Linked DNA regions of Pan troglodytes: region 2 is linked to region 1. A link is a contact called in public capture Hi-C data. All regions are on one chromosome and are shown on one strand. The core of a region is the stretch at or near the end of the contact, and the rest is flanking DNA. Distances in the headings are between cores, read along the strand shown.

Evidence for each region. Capture Hi-C pulls out chosen DNA fragments and counts their contacts.
Region 2: a contact with region 1 is called in a capture Hi-C map of stem cell-derived neural stem cells, with 5 times the contacts expected there. The contact joins two enhancer-like sites. A contact is called at or near these places in 2 of 7 Hi-C or Micro-C datasets (induced pluripotent stem cells and stem cell-derived neural progenitor cells) and 1 of 1 other capture datasets (stem cell-derived neural stem cells).

The regions. Positions count from the first base shown.
Region 1 is chr19:52,588,654-52,596,402 of NHGRI_mPanTro3-v2.0_pri, forward strand. No RefSeq gene overlaps it. Among named protein-coding and RNA genes, the nearest start is that of SPECC1, 18 kb to the right of the region's middle. Within about 2 kb of position 5,063, at least 14 of the 24 cell types and tissues checked have an H3K27ac peak or open chromatin away from gene starts, as enhancers often do. A contact at or near this core is called in stem cell-derived neural stem cells, where this site is marked.
Region 2 is chr19:52,822,962-52,830,710 of NHGRI_mPanTro3-v2.0_pri, forward strand. SPECC1 (sperm antigen with calponin homology and coiled-coil domains 1) reads left to right here. Exons shown (of 15, transcript XM_016930818.3): 5 at 6,298-6,505. Among named protein-coding and RNA genes, the nearest start is that of SPECC1, 220 kb to the left of the region's middle. Within about 2 kb of position 4,505, at least 10 of the 24 cell types and tissues checked have an H3K27ac peak or open chromatin away from gene starts, as enhancers often do. A contact at or near this core is called in stem cell-derived neural stem cells, where this site is marked.

The DNA.
Region 1 (7,749 bases), core at 3,813-6,312:
TTTTTTTTTTTTTTTTTTTTTTTTGAGATGAAGTCTTGCTCTGTCACCCACGCTGGAGTGCAGTGGCATCATCTTGGCTCACTGCAACCTCAGCCTCCCTGGTTCAAGCGATCTCCTGCCTCAGCCTCCCAAGTAGCTGGGATTACAGGTGCACACCACCACACCCGGCTGATTTTTTTGTATTCTTAGTAGAGAAGAGGTTTCACCATGTTGGCCAGGTTGGTCTCGAGCTCCTGACCTCAAGTGATCTGCCCGTCTCAGCCTCCCAAAGTGCTGGGATTATGGGCGTGAGCCATCGCGCCCGGCCTTTTTTTTTTTTTTTTTTTTTTTGAGACAGAGTCTCACTCCATCACCCTGGCACAATCTCGGCTCACTGCAACCTCTGTCTCCCAGCTTCAAGCGATTCTCCTGCTTCAGTCTCCCAAGTAGCTGGGATTACAGGCACCCACCACCACACCTTGCTAATTTTTGTATTTTTAGTAGAGACAGAGTTTCACCATGTTGTCCAGGCTGGTCCTGAATGCCTGACCTCAGGTGATCCACCTGCCTTGGCCTCCCAAAGTGCTGGGATTACAGGCATGAGCTACCACACCTGGCCTTCTTCTTTCTTCTTTCTTCTTCTTCTTCTTCTTCTTTGTAGAGATGGGATCTCACTATGTTGCCCAAGCTGATCTCAAATTCCTGGACTCAGGCAATAATCCTCCCACCTCAGCCTCCCAAAGTGCTGGGATTTACAAGCATGATCCACTGTGCCTGGTGTTTATATATTTTTTAATTCATTAAAAAACGTTTTTTAATTCATTAAAAAACGTTTTTTAATTCATTAAAAAACGTTTTTTAATTCTTTTTTTCTTCTTTGAGATGGAGTCTCACTTTGCCACCCAGGCTGGAGTGCGGTGGCGTGATCTTGGCTCACTGCAACCTCCGCCCCCTGAGTTCAAGCGATTCTCCTGCCTCAGCCTCCCGAGTAGTTGGGGTTACAGGTGCCTGCCACACCGCGCCCAGCTAATTTTTGCATTTTTAGTAGAGATGGGGTTTCACCATCTTGGCCAGGCTGGTCTTGAACTCCTGACCTTGTGATCCACCCTTGGCCTCCCAAAGTGCTGGGATTGCAGGCGTGAGCCACCACGCCCGGACTTTGTTTTGTTTTTTAGAGACAGAGTCTCACTCAAGCTGGAGTACAGTGGTGAGATCATAACTCACTGTAATCTCAAACTTCTGGGCTCAAGGGTCTTCCCACTTCAGCCTCCTGAGTAGCTGGGACTACAAGCACACTGCCATGTGTTGGGATTCACTCAGGATGGTGGCAGAAATATTAAAGGGAAATATTAGGGAAAGTTACGGGGAATAGTCACAAACCTTTTGAAAGGCCGAAAGGTTACATAGCTTGTAATAATTGAACAGGCTGAACGCAGCTGGTTCTTATCTTAGAGCATTAGGTCACAGGGTAAATAATAGGGACAATAGATGCTTCCCCAGTTAAGTCTGTTTACCCTACTGCCATTAATTAACCTTTGAGCCAGATGGCGCTCTTGTGGGGAGGTCGACTAGGGATATTGCCCCCTAATGGTATTTACCTTAGACCTCGGTACCTGAGCTTTAATCATTCCTAGAACGACTCTCTTAACTGTGTTAATTATCCCCAAGTGTGTTTACTTAAAGCTTCTGTTGTTAATTGTATATCAAATAAATGCCTGGAGTGCGAGCTGCTCAGGGCAGGCTGCAGTGACAAACCTCTCTTGGTATGCAGGCGGTCGGACACTCAGCTGGATTGGCAAAACAGAATATCTGTGTGTCAGTGTACGTTTTATTCATCCATCGTTTGGGTCATGGTCTGCGGACAGACCCCTGCAGCTAATGCCCTCAAATATGAGGAGCAATACCTCAGCCATGCCCAGCTATCTTTTATTTTTTGTAGAGATGGGGTCTCCCTATATTGCCCAGGGTGGTCTTGACCTCTTGGCCTCAAGTGATCCTCCCACTTTGGCCTCTCAAAGTGCTGGAATTACAGGCGTGAGCTACGATGCTCAGCCCTCTGCTTTTAATTCCTGCTTTTATATAGCCAGAAGTGGAATTGCTGGATCATATGGTAATTCTATGTTTAGGTTTTTGAGAAACTGCCAAACTGTTTTCCATAGTGGTTGCACCAACAGTGTATTCCCACCAATGATGCACAAGGGTTCTGATTTTTCCACCACTTATTTTCTCACCAACATTTGTTACTTGTTTTTGTTTTTTTTTAAATAATAGCATCCTAATGAATATTAGAAGGGGTATCTCATTGTCATTTTAATTTGCTTTTTCTTCATTGTTGGTGATGTTGAGCATCTTTTCATGCATTTATTGGCCATTTATAATCTTTGGAGAATTGTCTATTAAAGTCCTTTGCTAAGGCTGTTACTCTTAAGAGCTGAGTTTGTCCTTTCTCCAGGGCTGCTATATCAGTAGTGATAGGCTAGGTTATCCTGCAGTAATGAAAAACTCTGCTATCTTAGTCACTTAAGACAACAAAGTGTATTTCTCACTAACAAGTCTACAAAGGGTCTTTCTCATTGTGGCGTTCCAGGTAACAGGTTGACAGTGACTACATATCCACCACATGTGCTTCCCCTGCTACCACATCACTGGGAAGGGGACATGTCACAGCATGCACTAGGTCTCAGAGCTCACTGCCAGTTACCAAAACAAGCCACACAGCTATGCTAACTTCAAAGTAACTTCAAAGGTGAAACTTAAAGGAAGCAGGGAAATGTCATCCTACCCCGAGCCTGGAAAACTAAGAAAGTGTGTTCCTGGACAGCTCTAATGAGCTCACATCTGCCTACACACTTCCTGTCACCTCTTTCTCCAGCCTCATCTGGGGGTTGGGCTGGAGTTGGGACCCTGAAGCAGAGCCATGTTAATCCTTACCAGAATCTCGTTTCTTCCTTGGCTACCAATCTTTGAAGTTTATTGCATAAGATTATATCCCCTTCTTTGGTTGCCACAGAATTTTTAGCCATTTCCTCCTATATTTTGGTAACTTTAGTACATTTCAGATGAGGAAGATTTTGGGCCCTGCTTTATCTTCCTTTTTTTTTTTTTTTTTTTGGAAACAGAGCCTCTCTGTCTCAAATAAACAAACAAAAACAAAACAAAAACTCCACTCACCTGGGCTGGAGTGCAGTGGCACAATCTCGGCTCACTGCAGCCCCGACCTCCCGGGTTCAAGCGATTCTCCCGCCTCAGCCTCTTGAGTAGCTGGGATTACAGGCGGTGCCACCACACCCGGCTACTTTTTATATTTTTAGTAAAGACGGGGTTTCACCACGTTGGCCAGGCTGGTCTCAAACTCCTGACCTCAAGTGTTCCGCCGCGTTGGCCTCCCATAGTGCCAGGATTACAGGCATGAGCCATCGCGCCCGACCCTCTCGCTCAATTTTAATAGAAACACTGCAAAGCCAAGGTTTCTGTGTAAGTTCTATCAACTCCTGACCAAGAAACCTATTTAAAAGAAACGCACAGTTGACATTCATTAAATGTTTATTGTGTAACAGGCTCCGAACTTGTCGTTTACATTCATGATCTCGTTTAACCCTCACCGCAAACCCATGAGGTAAGTACCTTTTACCCATTTTGTACGTGGGGAAACTATGGCTGAGATCCAAGGCTGAATGCCTGGTGAGCACTGTAGCCTGTGTTCCAGCAGAGCCTATCCAACTCCAGGGCTGGCCCTGCTCCAGAATAAGCAGAAAGGACCTCCAACATTGTGCTGGGCATTAAGGATGACTTGGTTTGGCCTGACTGACGCTCTGCTCTGGATTCCTCTCCACTTTCTTTTTCTTTTTTTTCCCCCCCACAGCACCCATGTTTTAAAATTTATTTTGAGACCAAGTTATGAGACTGGCTAATTTCTGTATGCTTTGGTAGAGACAGGGGTCTCGCCATATTGCCCAGGCTGGTCTCGAACTCCTGGTCTCAAGCGATCCACCGCCTCGGCCTCCGGAATAGTTGGGACTACAGGCGTGAGCCCTGCACCCGGCCCAAAGTCTCTTTAGTAAGAGGGTAGGATCGGGCCTAGCTTTTGCAGCCGCGCTGGCCCTTTGGCCTCTGGGGCTCTCAAACTCCCAGCCCTCGGGGGAGACACAGGGCTTAGTGGCTGTGCGGGCTTCCCCAGGCCTGGGGGAAAAGCGGGTCCACCTCTGGCCCTGGCGAGGACCCAAGACCTGGACGGGGGCCATGGCGTGGGGGAGGCCAGGACATCCGCGGAAGGCGGGGACCTCGCCCGGACGCCGCACGCAGCTGTGGCCCCTCCATGCCACCCGTCCTGGGCCCCATAGCCATGGCTGTTTTGTTTTCCCAGCCAAGGAGCTTCATCTTCCAGACGACGCGGGAAAGGGACGGGGCTTGGCGGGACCCGGAAAGAGCCTCTTCGACTGGAGCGGGCAGTGGCGAAGCCGGCTAGTGAGGGCGGAGCCCTGGGCGGCGGGATCCACAGGCCGCAGACATCCCGACCCCCGGCTCCCGGCGCCGGTCCTTCCGGTCCCAGGGCACCCCCTGCTGGCTAGGTGCGGAAAGCCCCTCCACTTTCCCGTGTCTGGCCAACACTTGACAGTCAAGTGGAAAATGTAGGCTCTAGTTTGTAAATAGATCCATGTTAAACCTATCCTTGAATTTGTATTCTGATCTTTTAGTTATTAATTCCCATGTAAAACAGGTTTTAACTGGGATTAGGCTTTAGTGTGGTCTTTGGCGGTCTCAGGATCCCTGGAAACGTGTGGCATGTGCATTTCTTAGAGTGTCTGTTGTTTCATCACATCTTAAAATGAGTCCATGACCCAAAGTATTAATTGCTAGCATAAAACATCTAAATGTTTTTGTTCAAAACTCCAAGGAATTCTGCTTTATTCTGTTAAAAGCAGCCTCCAGTTTGAGGCTCAATTTCTGCGCACACAGTTCGGTACTACATATATCCTCTAGGTGGCAGCATAACCCTCAATATAAAAACCCATTCTGAGCCCCGCGCGGTGGCGCGCCTGGAATCCCAGCTGCAGCTACTCTGGAGGATCGCTAGAGCCCAAGAGCTGATGCAATGCGCCAGGACTGCACCTGTGAACAGCCACTGGCACTCCAGCCTGGGCAGCAGCGAGACCCCGTCAATAAACAAACAAACCACCCGATTAGGCGCGGTGGCTCACTTCTGTAATCCCAGCACTTTGGGAGGCCCAGGCGGGTGGATGGCTTAAGCCCAGGAGCTCGAGACCAGCCTGGGCAGCATATAGAGACCTCATCTCTACAAAGAATTAAAAAATTAGCTGGACATGGTGGCACGCGCCTGTGGTCCCAGCTACTCGGGAGGCTGAGGTGGGAGGGCCACCTGAGCCCAGTTTGGAGGCTGCAGTGAGCCGCAATCGCATCACTGCACTCCAGCCTGGGCAACAGAGCCATACTGTCTCAAAAATAAATAAGTAAATAAATAAATAAAACATAAAAACTATTTTGGGATCCTGACCCTGTGGTCTTTGAACTTCTCTCTTTTCTTTCTTTTTTTTTTCTTCTTCCTTCCTTCCTTTTCTTTTTCTTTCTTTCTTTCTTCCTTCTCTTTCTTTCTTTCTTTCTTTTCTTTTCTTCTTTCCCTTTTTTCCTTCTTTTTGAGAGAGGGTCTCATTGTCACCCAGGGTAGAGTGAGAGGCACTATTACTGCAGCCTTGAACTCCTGGGCTCAAGCGATCTTCTTACCTCAGCCTCCCGAGTAGCTAGGACTACAGCTGCATGCCAGCACACCTGACAATTAATTTTTTTTTTTGAGACGGAGTCTCGCTCTCTCCCAGTCTGGAGTGCAGTGGCGCAATCTCGGCTCACTGCAAGCTCCGCCTCCCGGGTTCACGCCATTCTCCGGCCTCAGCCTCCCGAGTAGCTGGGACTACAGGCGCCCACCACCACGCCCGGTTAATTTTTTGTATTTTTTAGTAGAGATGGGGTTTCACCGTGTTAGCCAGGATGGTCTCCATCTCCTGACTTCGTGATCCACCTGCCTCGGCCTCCCAGAGTGCTGGGATTACAGGCGTGAGCCACTGCGTCTGGCCAAAAAAAATTTTTTTTTTATAGAGACAGGGTCTCGCTATGTTGCTCAGGCTGGTCTCAAACTCCTGGGCTAAGGCACCCTCTCGCTTCAGCCTCCCAAAGTGTTGGGATTACAGATGTGAGCCACCAGGCCTGGCCTGGCCTGAATTTTCTTTTTTCTTTTTTTTTTTTCTTTCTTTTTTTCTTTTCTTTCTTTTTTTCTTTTTTTTTTGAGACAGAGTCTTGCTCTGTCTCCCAGGCTGGAGTGCAGTGGCCTGCTCTCACTCGCTGCAACCTCCCCCTCCCGGATTCAAGCAATTCTCCTGCCTCAGCCTCCCGAGTAGCTGGGATTATAGGCATGCGCCACCATGCCCGGCTAATTTTTGTGTTTTTAGTAGAGACGGGGTTTCACCATGTTGGCCAGGCTGGTTTCGAACTCCTGACCTCATGATCTGCCTGCCTCGGCCTCTCGAAGTGTTGGGATTACAGGCGTGAGCCACCGCGACCAACCGAATTTTCTTAGCACTTTTCTTTTTAAATGCCAAAGGATGGAACCCAGAACTGTGAGCTTCCTTCAGCTCTGTCAGTGGCTTATCTCAACATGAGCTAAGTGTACAAAGGTGCTCTTCCTATCTTACTGCTGTGATCGTTGGTCCCATGTTTTGACTGCTGGATTGATTTCAGTAAGGACTCAGGGTATAGATTCTAGCCTTCCTTGAAGGACAGATGTCCTCTCAACTAAACTAGAAGCACACTATAACTCTACAATTTTTGAATTCTTTTTTTTTAAATTTTTTTTTTGAGATGGAGTCTCACTCTGTCACCCAGGCTGGAGTGCAGTGGCATGATTTCGGCTCACTGCAACCTCTGCCTCCCGGGTTCAAGCGATTCTCCTGCCTCAGCCTCCCAAGTAGCTGGGACTAGAGGTGTGTGCCACCACGCCCGGATAATTTTTGTATTTTTAGTAGAGACGGGGTTTCACCATGTTGGTCAGGCTGGTCTCGATCTGCTGACCTCGTAATTCTCCTGCCTTGGCCTCCCAAAGTGCTGGGATTACAGGCGTGAACCACCGCGCCCAGCCCTGGCCCTCTTTTTTTTTTTTTTTTTTTTCGAGGTGGAGTTTCGCTCTTGTTGCCCAGGCTGGAGTGCAGTGGTGCGTTCTCGGCTCACTGCAACCTCTGCCTCCCGGGTTCAAGTGATTCTCCTGCCTCAGTCTCACGAGTAGCTGGGATTACAGGTGTCCGCCACCACCCCCAGCTAATTTTCTGTATTTTTAGTAGAGATGGGGTTTCACCATGTTGGCCAGGTTGGTCTCGAACTCCTGACCTCAGGTGATCTACCTGCCTCGGCCTCCCAAAGTGCTAGGATTATAGGTGTGAGCCACCACACCCGGCCCCCATTTTTGTATTCTTAGTCTCTGGAGCACAGTTGGTTGAACAAATGAATGAATGAATGTATTACCACAAGGACTACACAAGGCTAGGCATTGCCTGGCTTGGAAAGAGTCTTTAAATTGCTATTATTTATGGAAACTTCAGTGCACCAGCCAGATTTCTTGGTTGCAAGCAACAGAAATAAACTCTAGCTCTCTTTTTTTTTTGAGACGGAGTCTCATTCTGTCACCCAGGCTGGAGTGCAGTGGCACGATCTCGACTCACTGCAAGCTCCGCCTCCTGGGTCCACGCCATTCTCCTCCTGCCTCAGCCT
Region 2 (7,749 bases), core at 3,255-5,754, 230 kb after region 1:
TTCATGTATCTTTCTTTGTCTGGTTTTGTTATCAGGATAATACTGCTTTCAGAATTGGTTTGGAAACATTCCCTTCTCTTCTATTTCTTGGAATAGTTTGAATAGGATTGGTATTTTTCTTTAAATGTTTGGTAAATTTCAGCAGTGAAACCATTGGGTCCTGGGCATTTCTTTGCTGGGGGACTTTTTATTCTGGCTTTTATCTCGTTACTTGTTACTGGTCTGTTCAGGTTTTGGATTTCTTCATGATTCAATCTTGTTAGGTTGTATGTGTCTAGGAATTTATCCATTTCTTCTAGGTTTTCCAATTTATTGGCATATAGTTGCTCATAGTAGTCTCTAATGATCCTTTGAATTTCGGTAGTATTGGTTGCAATATCTCCTTTTTTATCTTTGATTTTATTTAATTGGGTCTTCTCTTTTTCATAGTTTGGCCAAAGTTTTGTCGATTTTGTTTATCTTTTCAAAAACCAACTTTTTGTTTGTTGATCTTTTGTATTTTTTCATTAAAATTTCATTTATTTCTGCTTTGATCTTTATTGTTTCTTCTAATTTTGGGTTTCATTTGCTCTTGCTTTTCTGGTTATTTAAGATGCATTGTTTGTTTATTTGAAGTTTTTCTCTGTTTTTGATGTAGGCGCTGATTGCTGTAAGATTTCCTCTTAGTACTGCTTTTGCTGTATCTCATAGGCTTTGGTATGTTGTGTTTCCATTTTCATTTGTTTTAAGACATTTTAATTTTTTCTTCTTAATTCCTTCATTGACCCACTGGTCATTCAGGAGTGTATTACTTAATTTCCATGTATTTGTATAATTTCCAAAGTTCCTCTTTGTGATTTCTAGTTTTATTCCATGGTGGTCAGAGAAGATACCTGATATGATTTCAGTTTTTTTTTTTTTTTTTTTTTTTTTTTAAGTTTTAGGAGTTACAGGGCCAGGCTTGGTGGTTCAAGCCTGTAATCCCAGCACTTTGGGAGGCCGAGGCGGGCACATCACCTGAGGTCAGGAGTTTGAGACCAGCTTGGCCAACATGGAGAAACCCTGTCTCTACTAAAAATACAAAATTAGCTGGGTGTGGTGGCATGCACCTGTAGTCCCAGCTACTTGGGAGACTGAGACAGGAAAATTGCTTGAACCCAGGAGGCGGAGGTTGCAAGTGAAGCGAGATCGCACCACCACACTCCAGCCTGGGAGACAGAGCGAGATTGTGTCTCGAAAAAAAAAAGTTTTAGGAATTATTTTGTGGCCTAACATGTGGTCTCTCCTTGAGAAGAATCATGTGCTGAGGAAAAGAGTGTGTATTCTGCAGCCATTAGATGAAATGTTCTGTAAAGGTCTGTTAGTTCCATTTGTTTTGTTTTATAGTGCAGATTAAGCCTGATATTTCTTTGTTGATTTTCTGTCTTACTAACTTTTTGTTGTTGTCTGTTGTTTCTATTTACAGCTTATTATACCATGTCTTGAAAAGTTGTAGTTATTTCTCTTGATAGATTCATCTTTTAGTCTTTCTGTTTAAGATACGAGTAGTTGACACATCACAATTAGTGTTAAAATATTCTGTATTTGTCTGTGTACTTGCTGTTACCAATGAGTTTTGTATGTTCAGATGATTTCTTTTTGTTTGTTAATGTCCTTTTCTTTCAGATCAAAGAACTTCCATTTGCATTTCTTGTCTGCTGTTGATGAAATTTCTCAGGTTTTGTTTGTCTGGGAAAGTCTATTTCTCTGTCATGTTTGACATTTTTTCCTTCAGTACTTTAAATATGGCATGCCTCTCTCTCCCTGGCCTGTAAGGTTTCCACTGAGAAGTCTGCTCCTTTGTTTCTTTTTTCTTGCTGTTTCTAGGATCTTTTCATTATCTTTGCCTTTTGGGAATTTGTTTATTAAAATGTCTTACTTCAGCAAAATCTGCTTGGTGTTCTATAACCTATTGTACTTGAGTATTAATATTTTTCTCTAGATTTGGGAAGTTCTCTGTTATTATCCCTTTGAATAAACTTTCTACCCCAATCTCTCTCTCTACCTCCTCTTTAAAGCCAATAACTTATTAGATTTGCGCTTTTTTTAGACTGTTTTGTAGATCTTGTGTGTGTGCTTTATTCTTTTTAAATTTTGTCTCCTCTGTATATTTTCAATTAGCCTGTCTTCAAGCTCACTAATTTTTCTTCTGTTTGGTCAGTTCTGCTGTTGAGACTCTGATGCATTCTTCAGTATGTCATAAATTTTTAGCTCCATAATTTCTGCTTTATTTTTAAAAAATTATTTCAATCTCGGCCGGGTGCGGTGGCTCATGCCTGTAATCCCAGCACTTTGGGAGGCCGGAGTGGGCAGATCAGGAGGTCAGGAGTTTGAGACCAGCCTGACCAACATGGTGAAACCCCGTCTCTACTAAAAATACAAAAATTAGCCGGGCGTGGTAGTGCCTGCCTGTAATCCCAGCTACTCAGGAGGCTGAGGCAGGAGAATCGCTTGAACCTGGGAGGCAGAGGTTGCAGTGAGCCAAGAAAGTACCACTGCACTCCAGCCTGGGCGACAGAGCAAGACTTTGTCTCAAAAAAAAAAAAAAAAAAAAATTATTTCAATCTCTTTATTAAATATATCGAAAGGATTCTAAATTCTTTTTCTGTGTTATCTTGAATTTCATTGAGCTTCCTCAAAACAGCTATTTTGAATTTTCTGTCTGAAAGATCACATCTCTGTCACTCTGGGATTGGTCACTGGTGTCTTATTTACTTCATTTGATGAGGTCATGTTTTACTGGATGGTCTTGATGCTTGTGGATGTTCATAGATGTCTGGGCATGGAAGAGTCCGGTATTTATTCAATCTTCACAGTCTGGGCTTGTTTGTACTTGTCTTTCTTGAGAAGACTTTCCAGATATTCAAAGGGAATTGAGTGTTAGGATCTAAGCCTTTGGTCACTGCAGCTGTGTCCGCATTAGGGGGCACCACAAGCCCAGTAATGCTGTGATTCTTGCAGACTCATTGAGGTATCACCTTGGTGATCCTAGATAAGATCTAGGAGAATTTCCCGGTTTATGAGGCAGAGTCTCTTGTTCCTTTTCCTTACTTTCCCCTAAACACACAGAGTCTCTCTCTTCATGCTGAGCTGCCTGGAGTTGGAGCAGGGGTGATGCACTTCTGTGGCTACCACTACTGGGACTGTGCTGGGTCAGACCTGAAGCCAGCCCAGCACTGGGTCTCAGTCAAAACTTGTGGTGACTATTGCCTGGCTACTGCTGATGTTTATTCAAGGCCCAAGGGCCGTTTAATTAGCAGATGGGGAATCTAGCCAGGCTTGTATCTTTCCCTTCAGGGTGATGGGTTCCCTTCTAGCCCAGAGTGGGTCTAGAAATGCTACTTGGGAGCTGGGGCCTGGAGTCGGCAGCTTTAGCAGTCTGCTTGGTGCTTTATTTTATTGTGGCTGAGCTGGTATCCAAGTTGGAAGACAAAGCCCTTTACCCTTCCCTCTCCTTTTCTCAAGCCAAAGGGATCTCTGCCAGTGGCCACCGCCACCCCAGGCCTGTGGCAGCACCACTGATGTTTATTCAGGGCCCAAGTTCTCTTTAGTCAGCAGGTCTGGATCTCTCCCTTCAGGGCAGCGGGCTCCCTTCAGGTCCAGGGTGGGTCTAGAAATGCTGTCCAGGAACTAAGGCCTAGATGGGGGACTTTAGGAGCCTGCTTGGTGCTTTATTTTACTGTGGCTGAGCTGTGCCCAAGTTGCAAGATGAAGTCCCCTTTACTCTTTCCTCTGCTTTCCTCAAGCAGAAGGGATCTCTCCCTGTGGCCACCACAGCTGGGAATGCACTGGGTCACACCTGAAGCCAGTACAGTGTGTGGCCCATGATGAGTACTGTGTGGGTACCACTGATGTTTAATCAAAGCCCAAGGACTCTTTGGTCAGCAGGTGATGAATGCTGCCAGGACTGGGTCCTTCCTTTCAAGACAGTGGGTTTCCTTCTGGTCCAGGCTGTGTCTAGAAATGTTATCTGGGAGCTAGGACCCGGAATGGGGGCTTCAGGAATCTGCTTGGTGCTTTATTTTACTGTGGCTGAGCTGGTATCCAAGTTGCAAGACAAAGTCCTCTTTACTCTTCCCTCTCTGCCCAGAGCTGTGAGCTGTGCTGCCTGGGGTTGGGGGAAGAGTGGTGCAAGCACTCCCTTGGCTGCTCCAGGTGGTGTCTCACTGGGTCATGTGCACTCCAAGTCCACTGTCTGAGCCCAGCACAGCACCAGGACTTGCCCAGAAATTGCAGCCCTTGTGGCCTAGAATCTTTCAGATTTACTTAGGACTCCAAAGTGCTTTAGCCCACAGAGGTAGGGCTTGCCAGAACTCAGATTCTCACTGGAATGGAAGATTCCCCTCTGGCTAGGGCTGGTCTAAATGCTCCTTTTATGGGTGCTGGCTGAATTCTGTCCTGTGTTGCTTTCTGCTGTGATGGGACAGCACCAAATTCCAATGCAATCTCACAATCATTGTGCTTTCCCTCCCCCTGGGTGCACAGATGCTGTCTCTGTACCATGTGGTTGCTGCCAAGGGATGAGGGAGAGGGGATGTTGGAGAGTCAAGACGGTCTTTCCTCCCCTCTCCGGTGCATCTTTCCTTGATATGATGTGTTAAAACCAGGCACTGTGATCGTTCATCTGATTTTTGGTTCTTATGAAGATGCTTTCTTACGTGGATAGCAGTTCCATTTGGTGTTCCTGCAGGGAAGCCATTGCTGGAGGATCCTTTTTGGCCATGTTGTTCTGTCTCCAGGTCTCTCCTCCTTTCCTTATCCTTTGTCACAATTTCCCAGTGAATGATCCTGCAGTGCTGCCTCCCAGTGTTCATTCAATCATTCATCAAATATTCATTAAATGCCTCCTGTGTGTGATGCTGTGTAGATACTAGGGGTGCAATGGTGAATTAAACAGACAAGGTCCCTATTCCCATAGAGCTTATAGCCAGAAGGTTTTGCACATGAAATGTAATTGGAAAAAATTTCATTTCCTACAAAGAAACCCCACCCCCAACGCCAGATTACCTGGTAAATATATAGCTATTTAGTAATGTTAATTAAAGGACTGTAGAAAAGGGACAATGATGTTTATTGCAGCATTTTTGTAATAATAAAATAATATAGTCAAACAGTGGAATACTGTGCACCAATTAAAGTAATGACTTAGCATGATGTGTATCAGTGTGGATACATTTCAAAAACACAGTTAAAATGCAGGAGCATAATAAGCATAGTATTGTAGAGGACAAAGCATATTACCATGTTATAAATGCAGAATAATACAGATACAGTATAATCCACTGCAAAAGCACAATATAGTGTAGCACTGTGTAAAAGGACAATACTATGTATTGTCATGGACACATGCATATATAGTAAAAGTGAAAAACCATTCAAGGATTGACCACATACCAATTTTAGGATAATGCTTATTACTCTCTGAGGTAGGAGGGGAGATTGAGGCTTTAAAAAATTCTTATTAAAGTAAAAAGATTTTGCAAATGTGACAACATTTAACCATTGTTAAGTCTGTTTGGTGCATGATTATTATTTTTGGTGCTTTTCTGTGTATTTAAAATGTTTAACAATTAAAAAATTGAACAGATGAAGTGATTGTGCCTTGCCACTTTTCTGCTTCTGTGTATGTACGTTTTTGTGTGCCTTCTGCCAACATTCTCTATCACATTTTTGCTGTGATAGAGCATGAATGTGATAGAGAATCTTTAGAGTTTCCTCTAAAGAAGCATTGCAGCCCCAAGTATCTTATCTCTAAGGGAACCTGGGGGTGTGCAGATTAGCCTGGCTTCAGGGGTGTTGTTCACAGCTCAGCAGCAGAGGGCGCTGCTCCATAGCAGATGTGCAGTGGGGGTGGCCACACCAGGCAGCTCTCTTGGTGCAGGGCCAGTGCCTCCCAGGGAAGCACTGCTCTCCCCAGCTGTGGGAAAGAGGAATATTTAAGTACGTGCAGATTCCCTCCTGCTTGTAGGAGGGGGCACAGAATCCAGCCATTTGGAAGCATACATCGTGTTTCTCTGACTATTCACAGCCTTGGCTGTTTCTGAGGCTAAGAATGCAAGAAACAGCACATGCCAAGGGCGTCTTTGCTACTATGTCCGTGAGCCTGCTGCTGGCTTGTGGGGAGCTTTTCGTAATGTTTTATTTTAGATTGAAGAGGTTCATGTTCAGGTTTGTTACATGGCTATATTGCATCATGGTGGGGCTTGGCCTTCTAGTGTACAGATCACTGTGGGAATTTTTTTGTTGTTAACTGACCAAGGAACCCTCCTTTTATTTTAGGTGGAAAAGGATTATTCATACCTGAAGGAGATATGTGATCACCAAGCCGAACAGCTGAGCAGAACCAGCCTAAAGCTGCAAGAAAAAGCATCAGAGAGTGATGCAGAGATCAAAGACATGAAAGAAACCATATTTGAATTGGAAGATCAGGTGGAACAGCACCGGGCTGTCAAGTTACACAATAATCAACTCATCAGTGAGCTAGAAAGTAAGTGGGGTCTGCCAGGCATGGTGGCTCACACCTATAATCCCAGCACTTTGGGAGGCTGAGGCAGGAGGATCACCTGAGGTCAGAAGTTCGAGACCCAGCCTGACCAACATGGTGAAACCCTGTCTCTACTAAAAATACAAAATTAGCCGGGCATGGTGGTGGGCGCCGGTAATCCCAGCTACTCAGGAGGCTGAGGCAGGAGAATCACTTGAACGCAGGAGGCAGAGGTTGCAGTGAGCCGAGATTGCGCCACTGCAAAAGAAAGTAAATGAGGTCAAGCCCAGGAGAAATGTGAAATGAAGCTGAGTAGGACACTAAAGAAACCAGCAGCAGTGGGTGACTGGGGGGGTGGGTTTGACTGTATGTTGGCTGGGGTTTATGAAGTCTCTCATTTGAGTGTGCTGTAATCTCCTAGGAAGAATGTCACCTAAGAAACAATCATTAGTCTCTAGTTTAAAAACTAGAGATTAAGAGATCAATGATTACAGCAGTTGAAAACTGGGATGACAGAAGAAAAGACTGTTGAACATGAGTCAGCAGTGTGTAGGTGATTGCGAAAAATAGAAATGCTTTTCATTTTGTTTTTTTTTAGAGGTCTTGCTCTATCACCCTGGCTGGAGTGCAGTGGTGCAGTTGTAGCTCACTGCAGCCTCAAACTCCTGGGCTCAGGTGATCCTCCTGGCCTCTCAAAGCACTGGGATTACAGGTGTGAGCCACCGTATTCAGCTGCAAATGTTTTTTTGGCTGTGCTGTATGTGTTTTGTGTGAGCCATGCTACTGCTGCTGTCTCCAGGCAGCCTGATCAGCTTGAAGGCCACATGTTAGGATACTTTAGCTGTGACTGTGAGAGTTCACAGGGACCCTTCCTAAGGATATTCTGCAGGGTAGGAGAAGGTTATTCAGAAGAAATTGCTTGCCAGTCATCAAGTACTGACACTGTGTTATCTCTTGTATCTGACAGAGATGGATGATAGGTGTCAGAGTGGATGAACAATGTGTGCTCTTGGTCTAAGGGAGAAAACAATTCCCGCATGTGTCCCATTGGTGGTAGGATATCAAGTAACTTCTAGATGTTTGCCACTTAGTTGCTGAAGAGACATCAGCATATGGCTTATTTATGAACTCATAGTTTGCTTTGAATTGGGAAAGAAATTTTTAAAAGAGATTAAACATTACCTTCTTTGTCCAAATAAGCCTTACCAAATTATCACATCTAATGTGTTTTCTTTTGTAACAAAAGA